3 separate regions of the Sus scrofa genome follow, and all the other regions are linked to region 2. Evidence: chromatin contacts called from public Hi-C and HiChIP or PLAC-seq data. All regions are on one chromosome and are shown on one strand. The core of a region is the stretch at or near the end of the contact, and the rest is flanking DNA. Distances in the headings are between cores, read along the strand shown.

What was found. A called contact is a pair of places that touch in the nucleus more often than the background predicts. HiChIP or PLAC-seq counts read pairs in DNA pulled down with a chosen protein or histone mark.
Region 1: a Hi-C map of liver shows a contact between it and region 2, with 5 times the contacts expected there. The contact joins the promoter of POLR2L here to the promoter of IRF7 in region 2. A contact is called at or near these places in 1 of 47 Hi-C or Micro-C datasets (liver) and 1 of 2 datasets of contacts at active chromatin or transcription factors (alveolar macrophages).
Region 3: a contact with region 2 is called in an H3K27ac HiChIP or PLAC-seq map of alveolar macrophages. The contact joins the promoter of PNPLA2 here to the promoter of IRF7 in region 2. A contact is called at or near these places in 3 of 5 promoter capture datasets (fetal skeletal muscle and liver) and 1 of 2 datasets of contacts at active chromatin or transcription factors (alveolar macrophages).

What each region holds. Positions count from the first base shown.
Region 1 is chr2:533,169-537,824 of Sscrofa11.1, reverse strand. It overlaps POLR2L (DNA-directed RNA polymerases I, II, and III subunit RPABC5), which reads left to right and starts at 3,269. Exons shown (of 2, transcript XM_003122384.5): 1 at 3,269-4,656. TSPAN4 (tetraspanin-4) reads right to left here. Exons shown (of 9, transcript XM_003122396.5): 2 at 1,047-1,140. The region is part of intron 1 of LOC102159969 (lysine-specific demethylase 6B-like); the gene reads left to right.
Region 2 is chr2:373,183-378,163 of Sscrofa11.1, reverse strand. It overlaps IRF7 (interferon regulatory factor 7), which reads left to right and starts at 3,206. Exons shown (of 8, transcript NM_001097428.1): 1 at 3,206-3,436; 2 at 3,521-3,683; 3 at 3,761-3,968; 4 at 4,233-4,291; 5 at 4,392-4,596; 6 at 4,901-4,981. The coding sequence starts at 3,417. It overlaps CDHR5 (cadherin-related family member 5), which reads left to right. Exons shown (of 15, transcript XM_013989870.2): 13 at 1-163; 14 at 694-887; 15 at 1,170-1,715. The coding sequence ends at 1,619.
Region 3 is chr2:511,784-516,741 of Sscrofa11.1, reverse strand. PNPLA2 (patatin like phospholipase domain containing 2) reads right to left here and starts at 3,505. Exons shown (of 9, transcript NM_001098605.1): 1 at 3,319-3,505; 2 at 1,317-1,549; 3 at 1,163-1,228; 4 at 633-842; 5 at 381-441; 6 at 95-271; 7 at 1-15. The coding sequence starts at 3,505.

The DNA of each region.
Region 1 (4,656 bases), core at 2,020-4,519, 160 kb before region 2:
GAGAGACGGAGGGTGCCTGGGTCCGCAGGATGTCTGTTCAGCCTGGCTGGGGGCCCAGGGAGGTCTGGCACCCCTGTGAGGCCCCGAGGACCCCTGCAACCCCCTTGTGGGCACCCCCCCCCGCACCCCCAGGGCTCTGAGGAGAACGGCAGCTCAAGGCCCCAGGGCAGTGTCCCTGGCAGGGAGTGGCAACAGAGGTCCCGGCCAGGCCCACACTGCTGGCCGGCCAGGGCCCCACTGCAGCCCCTCTGCCCTGTCCTCTGTCAAGGATTCTTTGGCCGTCTGGGCCCCTGGCGGGGTACGCGGCAGTGACCGTGCACCAGGGCCCCAGTGGAGAAGCAAGCCTTGGGGGGCCCCTGTCCAGGCCCTTGCAGAGAGACACCACTGTCCACAGCTCTGCCCAGGAAGCAGGTGGTGGCTGGTGACCCTCGGCAGCCTCTGGCCACCTTTCCCTTGGCCAGGGATGGGCACTGGGGGCGCTGAGAGTCCCAGTGCACAGAGGAGTGTGCTTGGCACACACGCGCAGGCACACGTGGGCAAAGGAGGACCCAAGGCACGTGTGTCTCCCCGGCCCAGCTCCCAGGGTGGGAGGGGCGGGAGGGGCAGATGGGAGGTGGCCTGGATTCCACACCGGGCTCAGCACTCAGGATGCCCTCCCCCGCCTCGCTCAGCCAATGCCATGCCAAAGCCCCCAGAGCGCCCACCAGCCCTTCTCCCATCTCTGAAACCTGGTGAGCCGGTGGGGCTGAGCTGAGATGAAACCAGAAAATTCAACCACGGCCTCCAGGGCCAGGATGGCGCATCTAGGCTGCCTGGGGAGGCGCTTCCAGCCCCCGGGCCCCCGGGGCCCCATCCCCAGAGTCCAGCCCTTCCTCCAGCAGTGGGACCTGTGAGACACGCTGAGACGGTGACATCTGGTTGGCTCGGCCTCGGGCTGGCCTGGGCCCAGGAGAGCATCCAGCCCGCAGGACCCTTAGGCCAGGCGTGAGCGAGAGCAGGAGGCAGCCCAGGGCCGCCCCCACCACCCCACCGGGCCCGGGACATACCTGGGCTTCCCTAGGAAGGAAGGCAGGCTGTGCCTGGGGCCTGGAAGGCTGGCCGGCCGGCAGGTGAGCAGTCAGCGAGGCCGAAGCAAGAGCTCTGTGGAGGAAGGACGGGCAGAATGGAGGCCTGGGGCACCTGGTTTGCAGCCTCGGAGGAGGTTCTGCAGGGCTGAGGACAGGCCCTCCGCTCAGGACCCAGTCCTCACTGGGGCTGGGGGCAGCTGGGGGACAGGAGGTTGTGGCCTAGACTCAGGATCAGAGCACCAACCAGTGACCCAGTCAGGGTAGGAGGCTGCACCCCACCCTCCGGTCACTTGGCCTCCTGAGACACCCAGGCCGACACAAGGGTGCCCAAGCGGGGACATGCACGCAGAGAACACACGTGTTCAGAGACGGGGACACGCAGACTGAGGGCTGTCCAGCCCCCAGAGGTCCCAGACCCCTGAGACTTCCCCAAGGCACCCCGTACCCCGCCCCTGGCAGACAGATGCCCTGAGCCACCAGCCTCGGGGTCTCCCCACGGAGCCCATCAGGAGCCCATCAATCCCCCATCGGCGCGCACAGGGGAATCCTGTCCTCCCCACCGGCCCAGGGTCGCAGGGAGGGGACCGCAGGCTCACGCGGGTTCTGAAGGCATCCTAGCCACGCTCCCCACACCTCACCCTCAGCCCCGGGGCTCCTGGGGGCTGGGGCAGGTGGTCCTCCAGCAGCCCGAGGGCAGGAGCGTTCGGCAGAGGCTCCAGCCCCACACTGGCACCTGTGCACGTCCACCCCCTTGTGGGTGGCCCTCTGCCAGCCAGGCCACTGAAACCCACACCTGGGGCAGACGTGAAGCCCCAGAGCCCAGGAGGCCCTGGCAGCCTGAGACCTGTCCCCTCTGAACCCCACTTCCAGGGCTGAGCAGCACCCACCGTGGTGGGGAGAGGTGGCACCTGGGCCCAGGGCCCCTGGGACCCCAGCCCTCAGCGCCTGCCATGCTGGGGATGAAGCATCCTGAGGGGGGACCAAGGGCGGGGAGCGGGAGGGACACGGCTGCCCACGTTCTTTGATGAATCCCCAGGAGCTGAGGGGCCAGAGCCCCCGGCAGCCCGCAAAGGCGAAAACACACCCATCACAGCCCCACTCCCGTGTGGGCCTGGGGCTGTCTGTGTGCCCTGGGCGTCAGGCCGGCCTCTGGCTCAGGCCCTGGGGCAGCTCCACCACACCCCCCAGGGCTGCCAGCCCTCCTGGGCCCCCTCGTGTGAAGCAGACCCATGGCCAACACCGCCGGCTGTCCCCACTCCCAGCCCCCACCACCAAGGCAGCCCCCCACCCTCCCTGAGTGACCTCCCCACCTTTGGGCCCCCACCCCATCTTAGGCCACCCAGATATGAGCCTGCAGTCAGGGCATGGGTGCAGGCCCGGATGGCACCAGTTCTCTCACTCCCCCAGGCCCAGCCTCCTCCTCCAGGAAGCCTTCCTACCCCACTCCCTGCTCTGTGCTGCCTTTGAGGACAAGGTGTGTGCTCTGGAGGATGCCTGCGTCCCGGGGATGGCACGCACACAGGCCACGGGGACAGGGCTGAAAGAGCACCCTCCAGGGGCCGGGGTGGAGGCAGGTGGGGGCCCTGGGGTAGCGTGAGCACCCACCTGGCCAGACCAAGGTCCCACGCAAAGAGAGCTCCTCCGACGCCGGCACAGAGCTTGCCCACGTGGACCTGGGGGCCCGGGGCAGACGGCGGTTCCCAGTGGCACGGCCGCCCTGAGCCGCAGCGGCAGAGCGGCAACCCCAGCAGGGCAGCTCAGAGTGGAGAGCAGAGCAGGCCCGCCCACCCGGGGCCCCCGGCTCCAGGACGGCTTTGAGGAGCCAGGAGGCCCCGCCAACACAAACAGGCCTGTGGTGTCGGCCTTCCTGCTGCTGCTTCAGCCCCGCAGGCCCCAGGCCCACCCAGGCCCCCACCTGGGGGAGGGGCAGGCACTCGCCGGCTTGGCCTCCACACCCCGAGCCTGGGAGGAGCCACTGCCCGACACAACCCCAGGGGAGGGGTCCCCATGGAAGAGGCCCCCAAGGGGCCCCGAGTTTTTTCCTGGCCCACCGAGGCCAACCCCAGGCTCAGGGCCTCCCCCCAACCCTCCCCTCCTCCCACCCCCCACAGGCCCTAGGAGCATCCTTCTCAGATGCCCACCGCATATGCGCAACCCCCAGGCACTGACAGCCCACTGCACCCAGGGCCCTCATGGAGCCCCACGTGGGGCCAGGCGGCGAATCGAATTGCACCCCCAAAGACCAGGAGCTCAGGCTTGCCCACAGGGTCGGGAGGTTAGGCCAAGCCTCAGGCTCACCTGCAAACGCCACCACTCCAGACGCCCCAGCCCCTGTGGCAGAGAGGGCTGTTCTGGGCGCAGCAGGTGGGCGATCCCTCTGAGCCTGGGTCAGGGTCTGAGCACACTCGTGTGGCCCCCTGTGAGCACAAGTGTACCCAAAGCTTTGGGGACTCGGCGCTGAGCCCAGGACCCCAGGCCTACACAGCCAGGATCGGGGCCCTCCAGCCGGGCAGCTTCTGCTCCACCCACACTGCACAGACGGGGGAAGCAGAGGCTGCGAAGCAGGACCAGGGGGCCCGTCAGCTGACTCCTGGGGACAGCGCTGTCCCCGAGGCCAGCCTGTTTCCAGGACAACACTCGGGGCCAAGGGTCTCAGCATAAACCTCAGTGCCCAATTCCCCTGTGCCCCGCCTGCCCCGAAGTGACCCTTCTCCAGCAGGAAACAGGCTCACGGGTTCCAAACCGCATGTGAGCGCAGCTCTCCCTCCCTACCCCTCCTGTTCCTGCCCACTCCGGCCTGCTCCCCGCGGCACACACAGAAGGACAGAGCCACCCAGGGCCGCTGAGCAGGGGGCAGGGCTGACCTCGGAGGCGCGCGGGGCCTCTGGTATAGTGTGGCCAGGCCTGGGCCAGGGGAGTGGAGCCGGAGGGGCAAGTGCCCCAGGGCGCCTCTGCACGTGAGTGTGGGGCCCGCACGCAGCCAGGCCGCCCCCACGGCCTCTCCTGGGAAATCGGGACGCTGGAGAGAGGCTGCCACCGCCCCCCCAGTCCACACGCAGCTCTCAGAATTCCAGGAATGTCCACTTGGCTCCCTGTCCTCCCTCCCTGGGAGTAAACAACCGCTGGGCGAGAGGCGGCCCCTCCTCCAGGAAGCCTTCTGCCCACACCCGCTCCCACTCCCAGCTCTCGCCAGCTGGCATCCCAGGTCCCCCGTCTCCCTCACCTCCGCAGACGCGGCCGCCTCTGCAGCTGAGCCTGGGTCTGACCCCAGGCCCCTGTGACTCAAGGCAGGATGTGCGTCCAGCCCGCCTGGGAAGGGGTGGGCAGGGAAGTGGCCTCTGCACGTGGCTCTGCACGTGGCAGGGTGGGCGAAGGTGGGGACACAAAGTCCAGGCGGGCAGCAGCTCTGGCCAGCCTCTCCAGCACCCTGGGGACCTCAGTGAAAGCCGGACCGTTAGCTGATGCCTGGGGCCAGCTTGGCCCCACCCACCCCAACAAGCGCTGGTGCTGAGAGCCCGCAGGGCTCCCTAAGTCACAAGCGCCACTGTGCACACATCCGCCCTCCTCCTTGGCCCAAAGCTCACCTCCT
Region 2 (4,981 bases), core at 1,957-4,456:
ACTCTGAGGCCACCTACCTCCTCCATGCCTGGGGGGCCCCCCGGTATGGGAACCAGCCCCTCCCCCCCATCAGCCTCACCCGGCGGGAGCTCAGCACAGACCTCAAAGCCAGGAACCTCTCTGCCGACATCCCCTGGGTCCAGCAGGAACCCCTGGTCCTCAGGTAGCACCCCACTTACCCTAGAGTCACCCTCATGCTCTCTGACTCATGACTCTGGGTGGTCACTGTAAGGCAGGGTCCACCCCAGGTCAGCCCATCATGACCGTGCTGACCACAAATCCCCAGGGGAGTCCGCTCTGGTCGCGGGGAGAGACGGGTCTCGGGGGGCCCAGGAGGGAACCTGGGGAAGGTGTGTGGAGGGTGGGGCAGAGGCTGGACTTGAGACCCAGTGAAGTCCCCAGTTCCCTGGGCCATTCACTCCACTGGCCCCATGTGGCCCTTAGCCCCCTTCCTGTGACCTTGGAGCCCCTCCCTCCCACCTGGAACCAGTGGGCACTGATCCCTCTCCCCTCCCGCCCAGCAGCCTGGCCTATCGGGGCCCCCTGGGAACACACAGCTCCTTAGTGGGGGTCAGTGGTGCCCACTCCCCAAGCTCTGGTGGTGGCCAGGCCTGGCTTGCTCTCAGGTGCCTGGCGCTTGCCACAGGTTGGCATGAGCGTGTGACAGTAAGCGGGTGGTGGTATTGCCGGCAGGGACGCCGGTGAACGAAGAAAGCAGCACTGCAGCGAAGCCAATCTCAAACGGGGACAGGCGCTTCTCGACTGTGGAGATGGCGGTGCTAGGCGGGGTGCTGGGCGCGCTGCTCCTTCTGGCTCTGATCGCCCTCACGGTCCTTGTCCACAAGCACTATGGCCACCGACTCAAGTGCTGCTCCGGCAAAGCTCTGGTGAGGCCCTGGGGGTGGGGACAGGACAGGGCTAGAGAGAGCAGAGGGCCGTGGAGGGCATGGGGGACCGAGAGGGAGGCAGCGCGACCAGGGGTCGGTGGAGCAGATGGAAACCGGGTGAAGGTGATGGGGCGCAGACACCATGGCCCAAACAGTGGGGGGGGAGCAGAGAGAGGCAGAGAGCGGAGGGAGGGACGAGGGACCGCCTCGGGGGACGGCCGGGCTGGTCTGAGCCCGCTGGGCTCTGGCTGATGGCTGCCTCCCACCCGCCCCTGCCCCCAGGAGCCCCAGCCCCAAGGCTTTGACAACAAGGCTTTCCTCACCAAAGATGAGGCCAACTGGGAGCCCGCCCCTAGTCCCCCACCCAGCCCTGCCCCGCCAGCACCCCCAAAGCCCGCACCCCCAGATGCTGAGCCCCAAGAGCCTTCGCCCCACAGCCCCGCGCCCTCTCACCGTGTCCCTGAGTCCCCTGCGGTAGCCCCGGATGGGGGCAGCCCGGCAGCCGTGAGGTCCATCCTGACCAAGGAGCGGCGGCCTGAGGGCGGCTACAAGGCTGTGTGGTTCGGGGAGGACATTGGGGCTGAGGCCGACGTGGTGGTCCTCAACACGCCAGGCTCGGAGGTGGATGGCGCCGGCGACTCGGGCAGCGAGGGCGGTGGCGACGAGGGTGCAGACGCGGGCCCGGGCGGCCGTGGCCAGGACGCCCCGGGCACTGACTCCATCTACTTCTAGCGCTGCTTCCCCGCGGCCCCAGCGAGTCCGGACGCCGACAATCGGCTCGGCCCCTCTCCCCAACTCCATTGCCCAGAATAAAGTGACATTGTGGGATCTGCGGGCCTACGTGGGGTCTGCCCAGGGGGCTGCGGGTGGCGGGTGGTGGGGACGTGGCCCCTCTGCCCCTGCCCCGCGGGAGTCCTCCTGGTGGCCCGAGGGGCAGAGAGGGTTGGGCAGGCTCACGCCCTGTGCAGAACCCTGGGCACCATTTCCCGTAAACCACCTGCTGTGCTCGTGGGGCTTCCCAGGCTTGGTGCCAGCTGGTGGCCAGAAAGTTCCTCTCCTGGTCTAACCACGGCCCTGGGGGGGGGGGGGGCGTGCGCTGGGATCTCCCTCCCAACCGACCCAGCATGGAGATTCTTGGCCTGGGGGAGGCTGAGGAGCCAGGAGCTGTTCCCAGGAGCACTCATCTAGGGGAGCACGGTCCTGGGGACCTTCCAGGGGTCACACCTCGGGCTCCTGTGGCCACAGTGTGGGCAATAAACACCCTGGGGTGCCCTCAGGGACACCTGGTCCAGGTGGCTGGACTGCAACCAGAGATAGGGCCATGGGTGGCCCAGAGCGACAGTAGCCTGCAGGCCATCGGCCTGGGGTGACAGGAGTGGCCAGTGGGTGCAGGAGACAGAGATCGTGGGGCCACCCAGCCTGACTCAGTGGGGACAGAGCCCCCTCTACTGGCTTCCTCAGGGATGGACGTCAGGCAGGACTTCCGCCCCAACTGCCACCACACCCCTCATGGGTCACTGGCTTTTTTCCTCATAAAACTGCTCTGCGTTCCGCATGTTTTAATCTCGGCAGAATTTGGGTGTTCTTGTCTCAACAACTCGCACTGGAAAGAATTCAGTGAGCACAGCTGCAGCTCCTCCCACACCCCCGTCACACGAGCCCGCTCCTGTTTCTGCTCCTGGCGCCCCCAGCTCGTCCCACTGCCGCTGCCGCGGCTGCCGCCGGCGCCCCACTCCGCGGCGCCGCTGGGCGAGCAGAGTAGCGGCGGGGCCCCCGAGTCGCCCGCCCCGCCCCCGCCGCCCCAACCCCCGAGTCGCCCCGCCCCGGAGCACGTGACTTCTCCGGCGGCCCCGCCCCCGCCCCGGCCCCATAAAGTCGCTCGCTCCCGAGCCCCCGGGGAGACGAAACTTCCTGCCCCGGCAGCTCCCGGTTCAGGTACTGGGGACCCCCAACCTACGCGGAGCGAGAGGGGCAGGGACGGCCACGTCGGATCCCGGGTTCGCTTCGCAGAGCAGTGACCAGCAGGGGGCGGGCAGCGCGGGTGACTGCGGGGGGAGGGGCACGGGTCCGGAATTGGGGAACCTGGAGGCAGAGGTCGCGGTTGCCGAGGACGAGCCGGGCGGGCGGGGCAGGGAGGGGGCGCCGGCCGCCCCGCGGCCCAGCTGGTTAGGTTTCGTTTTCCTGCGACACGCGGTTTCGTTTCCTTGCGGTCGTCGCGCCCCCGCAGGGCCCATCCCGGGCGCCAGCTCGACACCTGTGGCCCCTGTGCGCCCGCCCTCCACGTCTGCAGTCACGCCCATCGCCGCCTTGGCCAAGACTCACCTGGGCAACGTCGTGGCCAGAGCCCTCAACCCCCATCTGTGACCCCAACACCCGTGACACCTGGCCACACTCACTACCTGTGGTGTGTGGTGACACACGCGCAGCTCTCCTCTCACCTGCGGTTAACACCTGCCTGCCCCCGTGGTCAGAGCTCTCGCCGCGGAGGCCAAGCCAGTGTCTCCACGCCCAGTCCTTGCAGAGGGAGCAATGGCCGCGGCTCCTGACAGGTGACAGCCCGCAGCCCTACCCGGTGCCAACCCCAAGCACCTCGCGGTCCGCGCGTGCCCTGACGCCCGCTGCTCTGCCCGCAGGGGGTGCCCACGCGTGCTCTTCGGAGACTGGCTTCTGGGCGAAGTCAGCAGCGGCCGTTACGCAGGGCTGCGATGGCTGGATGAAGCCAGAACACGGTTCCGCGTGCCCTGGAAGCACTTCGCCCGAAAGGACCTGGGCGAGTCCGACTCGCGCATCTTTAAGGTGGGACCCCAGCCCCGCCTGGAGTGCGGGGGGACCGGCCCAGGTCCAGGCCCGTACTCCATTCCATCCCTCCCCAGGCCTGGGCCGTGGCCCGCGGCAGGTGGCCGCCCCGCAGCAGCGAAGGTGCGCAGCCGATCCCGGAGGGTGCCCTCCGCGCCTCCTGGAAAACCAACTTCCGCTGTGCCCTGCACAGCACGCGGCGCTTCGTGATGTTGCAGGACAACTCAGGGGACCCCACTGACCCTCATAAGGTGTATATGATCAACCCCGAGCTGGGGTGCGGAGGTGAGGAAGGCCAGGGGAGGGCTGCCTGCAGGGAGGGCTGTGCCGCGGAGCAAGCCGCTGCTGGGTTAGATTTCCCCTTTTAGAAACTGGCGTGGGAGAGGCTGGGGCCAGACTGTTGGGGGAAGGTGGGGTAGGGGATGGCCGGGAGGCCCCAGACGGGCCTCTGGGGACTGGTGAAGGGGAGGAGCTGCCCAGGGGTTCACCCCTGGGTGACCCAGTCCAGTCTCAGATCCCCATGTCCCCTTAAACCTAATTCTCTCCCAGAAGGCCCAGGCTTCAACCCGGGGGAAGAGGAGGCCCTCGAGGATGCCCCACCCCCAAGGGTAAGGCCACTCAGCCCTCCTTGCTCCCGGGTTGGGGCTGCCACTTCTCACTGGGGCTGGGGAGCTGCTCACTGATGCCGGCACACTGTCTTCTCCGCAGGGTGAGCTTCCCGGGCCGCGCCTGGCAGCACATACTGGTGAGAGGCTGAGGCACGAGCTGGCCAGGCCGAGCCCTGAACCCTGCACCCCAAGCCCAGCTGGAGATGGTGGGGACCTCCTGCTCCAGGCTCTGCAGCAGAGCTGCATGGAGGACCATCTGCTGGAAGCTGCATGGGGCGTGGATCTGACCCCCCCCGAGGTTCCATGTGAGAGACGGCTGCTCTGCCCTGCAGGGTTCTGGGCCAAGGGGAGGGACAGGCAGGACAGCAGGACCCCTGGGGGGGGGTTGCCCCCAGTAGGGATGGGCTGACCACAGGTGGGCCCGAATAGCCGAGCCTCCTCAGGTCCAGAGCTCCCTGCTTAGAAACTGTACCTGCCACTGGCAGGGAAGGTGGCCCCCAGCCTTGGGCCACAGCCCCAGGCCCAGATGACAAGGTGAGGCGAGCCAAGTGACACGTGGAAGGGAGAGGAGCTGGGGGACCAGGAGCCAACTCAGGCCTTCCTCTCCAGATGCAGGCCCACTCCCAGCCCCGGTGCCCTGGAAGCCCCAAGAGGCGGAGCCCTGCACCACACTCTACCCCCGTGTCTGCA
Region 3 (4,958 bases), core at 2,256-4,755, 140 kb before region 2:
AGGCCTCCAGCAGGGCTGTGGGTGGGGTGGCAGGTCAGTCAGGGAGCTGCAGCCAGGGCCCCCCTCCTTGACGCCACCCGCCCGCCCCACCCACCGTCATTGAGCCTCGAGGGCAGGTGCTCCAGGATGCTATCACTTGTGGGCAGCTGCAAGGGCTCCTTGGCTCCGGCCCTCTCCTCGGCCACCTCGGCCTTCGGGGCATCTTCCTCCTCGGGGGCACGGGGGCAGGCGGGAGGCAGCGCCAGCAAGGGGTTGGGCCGGTTCAGGAGGCCTGGGTCGGGAGGACCAGACAGGCCATCAGTGCACCGAGGCCGGCTGGCCCCCAGGGCACAGCTGTGCAGCGCCCACCCCCCGGGGCGGAAGGGGCAGCCGCTACGCACCGTTCCGCCGCAGGAAGCGCAGGCCGTCCCTGTAACCCTGCTTGCACATCTCTCGAAGCACCTGAGGCAGGGGGTGCAGACACTGGGGTGGGCAGGAGAGCCCTGTTCTGCAAACTCCGCCCCCCACCAGCAGTTAACTGGATCTGGGACCAGACCCAGGTCGAACAGAGGCTGGAGCGGTTGCGCAGGCCGTAGCCCGCAGAGGCCCCCCAGGCATGGCGCCAGGTGCCCGGCAAGGAGGGCAGGGCTCACCAGGGGCTCGGGCGGGAACAGGGCCTTGGAGAGGCGGTAGAGGTTGCGCAGGCTGAACTGGATGCTGGTGTTGGTGACGCGGAGCTCGTGGATGTTGGTGGAGCTGTCCTGCGGGCAGATGTCGCTCTCGCCCGAGAAGGGGGACACGGTGATGGTGCTCTTGAGTTCGTAGAGAGGCAGGTTGTCTGAGATGCCACCGTCCACGTAGCGCTGTGGAGGGACGCAGGGCCCACGTGAGGGGCCTGCCAGGGAGCCGCAGGCGCCCCGAGCCACCTCGGGTCCCCCCGGCGGCCTTTTCACTTGGCCCTTCCATCCGCTGGGCACTGGCCGCGGAGCGGATGGCCAGAGGCAGGGTGGGGACAGCCACAGGAAATACGCCTCTGCGCAGGGCTGGCCCGGCTCTTGAGCAACTCCGGCGCAGTGAGGCAACGGGCATGGCAGGAGGGCGGGGGCTCAGACGGCGTTCCCGCCCCCTCGTCCCACCGCCCACACACCGCGCCGCCCGGGTCCTCCAGCACCGGGGCGCTTACCTCGCCCTGGAGAGCAGGTGGAATGAGGCCGCAGTACACGGGAATGAAGGTGCTGCAGACGTTGGCCTGCGGGACAGGGAGGGGGCGGTGAGCGGGCCCGCGGCTCCCCCCAGCCCCGCGCCCCGCGCCCGCAGCGCGGCACCCTGGCACCCACCTGGATGAGCTCCTCCCTGGCGGCGAAGCGGGTTATGATGACATTTTCGCCGTCGGAGACGCGGGTCAGGGAGATGCCCAGGCGGCCGCTGGCCCGCTCGTGGCTGTCGGCGGGCAGGATTTTCACCAGGCAGCCACGGATGGTCTTCACCAGGTTGAAGGAGGGGTGCAGTGGGCCCAAGAACCGCTTCCGGGCCTCCTTCGACACCTCGATGATGCTGGCGCCAGTATCACCTGGAGCGGCAGGGCCACGATTCAGGGGTCGGCACTTGGGGCGCAGCACACTCCCCAGGGGCCGTGTCCTGGCTCTACGGCACAGAGCCTCGCAGCAACCCTATCTACCCCGACGGTTCTCAGTGTCTGCCAGGGGCCTGGCCCACAACTGAGACTTTTGCCCCTGGCTCCTGGGGAGAGAGGGGCTCCCAGAAGGGCAGACAGCTGGGGCCACGGCCTGCCCTCTGCCAGTATTTCCCAACTGCCTGCCCTGATCCACAAGGCACTGGGCCTGGCCAGACGTGGCACCCAGCCCACCCTGGAAGCGTAGAAGAAGAGCCTCAGCCCTGACCAGCCTCAGCCTTCACCCCCTTGGTCGGATGGACATTCAGAGACCCCAGTGCAGCTCAGTGGTCCCAAAGGCCCAGGGACACAAGGGTGGGCATCGCAGGCCTCTGATGCCACGGAAAGCACGACTGGATCCCACTGCAGCTGAGAGCAGGCTGCTCCCCGAAACTCCTTCTGGGGGCCCGTGGGCACTAGCCCAGGACGAAGCCCAAGGGGGAGCCGGTGGGCCTTGAGGAGGAGCTGAGGACAGCGCCCTCCTCCAGGACTCTCAGCTGGCTCAGGAGTGGGGCAGCGTGGGGCCAACACCTGCCCCGCTGTGGGAGCTCCAGCTGCCCCAAAACCCCTCCCACTCGAGAGAAAGAGGTTCCTTGGGAGTGGGAAGGGGCGGAGCCATGGGAGCAATGTCCTCAACTGGGTACCAAGGACCTAGGGTGTGCTGAGGCCAGCATGGGGTTAGACAAACACTTGCCTGAGGGCCTCCATGAGAGGAAGGGGCAGGCCCACAGTGGCGAATTCCCAGGTACCACGGATGTTGAGCTATGCTCCTTCCCCCCCACCCAGGGCCGCGGTCACGGCAGGGGGCAGGGGAGAACCCTGGACGGCTCGGCTGGGCGAGGCATTCCAGAAGCTAATGACTCCTCTGTCACTTTGGCTGCCCTAGCAGGCTGGGGGCCGGGCAGCATTCCCAGGACTCCTGAAATACTCCGTGTGCTGTAAACACCACCGTCAGCAGCTTGCCGGAAGTGTGTGGGTGGAGGAAGCCGACCCCAGGGTTGCAACGTCCTAAAGCACCTCTCACCCCACGGAGCAGGCAAAAATGCCGGGCCACGGCTGCAGGCCCAGGCCCAGAGTGGCCGTGGGCAAGGAGGGAGAGAGCGTGAGCGCTTGCGCCTGCCGTGCCCAGGCCTGACCTGCTGGCTCTTCCTCTAGGGGCCCTCGCGAGGCACCAGGCCACAGTGCCCAGACGCCTCTGCAGAGGCCAACCCCACACCCGACTGCGGGGCCTCGGCATCCTGGAATGGCGTAGCCTTTGGACACAGTGACCGCTGGCACCCGGTCTGATGCCCGGCGCAGGAGGACGACCTGGGCCCCTCCCGGACTCTCACGGCCCCGCCCAGGAGCTACTTTCTTTTCCAATGAAATCGCTTGTGCTGAACCTGCCCGCCCCTCAACCTTTGCACTAGAGAGGTGGGCCCTAGGCGGCAGTCTCGGCCGAGAGAGGGCCGGCCCTACCCCAATCCCGGGGCACTCTCGAAGCAAAACAAGTCAGGCCCCGCCCCTGGCCGGCTCCGGCGATTGGATCCTCGGCCCGGGCAGAGACCCTTCCCGCAGCCCCCGCGGCCCGGCCCGTTGTCCTGTACGGACGGATGGGGGGCGGTCCACGCTCACAAAAGCATCCGCGCGGCCTCTGCCCGCCCCACGCCCCCGCCGTCCCGACTCACCCAGGCAGACCCCGGTAACCAGGGCCGTGGCCACGAGCGCCCCAGCCGAGGCGCCGTAGATGTGCTTGGCGTTGGCCACTAGGAAGGGCGCGTGCTCGCGGAGACAGGAGGCCACGCCGACGTGGTAGACGCCGAGGAAGCCGCAACCCGCGAACGAGATGTTCCACGTCGTCTCTTTGGGGAACATCGCGGCAGCCCGCGGGCCTCCGGGGCTCCGCAGGCGGCCGGCCCCGCTGTGCACCGTGCGCTCGCCGCTCGCTCTGGAGCCGAAGCCAGACCCGGCCCACCGGCCCCGCGGTCTCTCCGGCCCCGCGGTCTCTCTGGCTCCCGGTCTCCGCCGGCGCAGTCGGAGACGCTGCGCCGGGAGGCGGTGATTTTAGAGGGGGGCGGGGCGGAGCCGACACGCGCGGCCCAATCGGGGCGCGCGGGGAACGGCCGCGCCTCGGCGGGGGCCCTGGAGCCCCGCCCCCGGCCCCAAGGCTCCGCCCCTGGCCGGACCTCGGCCCGGAGACCACGCCCCACCCCGGAAGCCTAGCTCCGCTCAGAGATGCTGCCCCCGGCCCCTCCCGCCCCTGCCCGGGCCACTGGGTCCGGAGACGGGGCACCTGCGGCCCCACCAAAAGAATTGGCCAGGCTCAGACGAGAGTTTACGTTACGCCTCAGGCCTCCCAGTGCCGTCCCTTCCCGCCTTGGCTCCCGCCGTCGTGGACGACGGAAGGGAACACACGATGGCAGAGCTGTGACGATTGGCGGGCCCAGGCCCTGGACACCCAGTCTGAGGGACTGAGAGCTAGTGCCAAGCTGGCTAACCGCGAGAGGAGGGCCCCGGCACCTGGACAGCACCGCCCCCTCCCTCTAAGGGTCTGCCTACAACACCCACCCAGGGAGTGAGGAGCCTTGCGGGGTTGGGGGGTCCGGGGAGACTGAGGACCCTCAGACTCATCCACAGACTGACCCAGAAACATACAGGGCGGCACTCGAATCACACATGCAACTTGTAGAGATGACGATGGCGCCACACACCTACACTCGACGTCCCCGCCTTGCTCTGCCTGTGGCAGCCAGGTTAGTGCCACAGCCCTTCTACCTGGGCACCAACCTGGGTTGCTCTTGCCTCCCACCCCAGCTCCTCCTCCGGCTGTGGGGTCTAGGAGGGGCCGACTCAGACCTTGCCCTTCCAGCACTAATGGCCCGGCAGCTGGAGGCCTCCCAGTGCTGTCACCCTCCCCACCGCATGTTCCTCCTGGACTGTGGGGCAGTCCTAGCCTCACTTGGATCCTTGGGCCAGCTCTGCGCCCTACCCCGCCCCCCAAGCAAGGGGCTTGTCTCCGCTGGGTTAGTGGGGAGCTGGTCTGTCTACCCAGCAGCGCACGTGCCACAGGAGGCTCAGGACCCAGCTGTGCCAGGGCTGCAGCTTGGGGCTGCCCCCCATCCAGGCCCAGAAACCAGAGCAGGACCTCCCCAGAACAGGGTGGTCTGAGGTCATGCCAGGCGGCACTCAGTCTCTGTGCTCTAAGCCACCCACACTTAGCACCCAGCGTGCCTGGTACGGGACCAAGAGTGAACAAGATCAAGACAAACCGGGCCCTCCCTCGGGGCGGGGTGGGGCAGTGGGAGAGAAATCAGAGAAAGACCGAGTA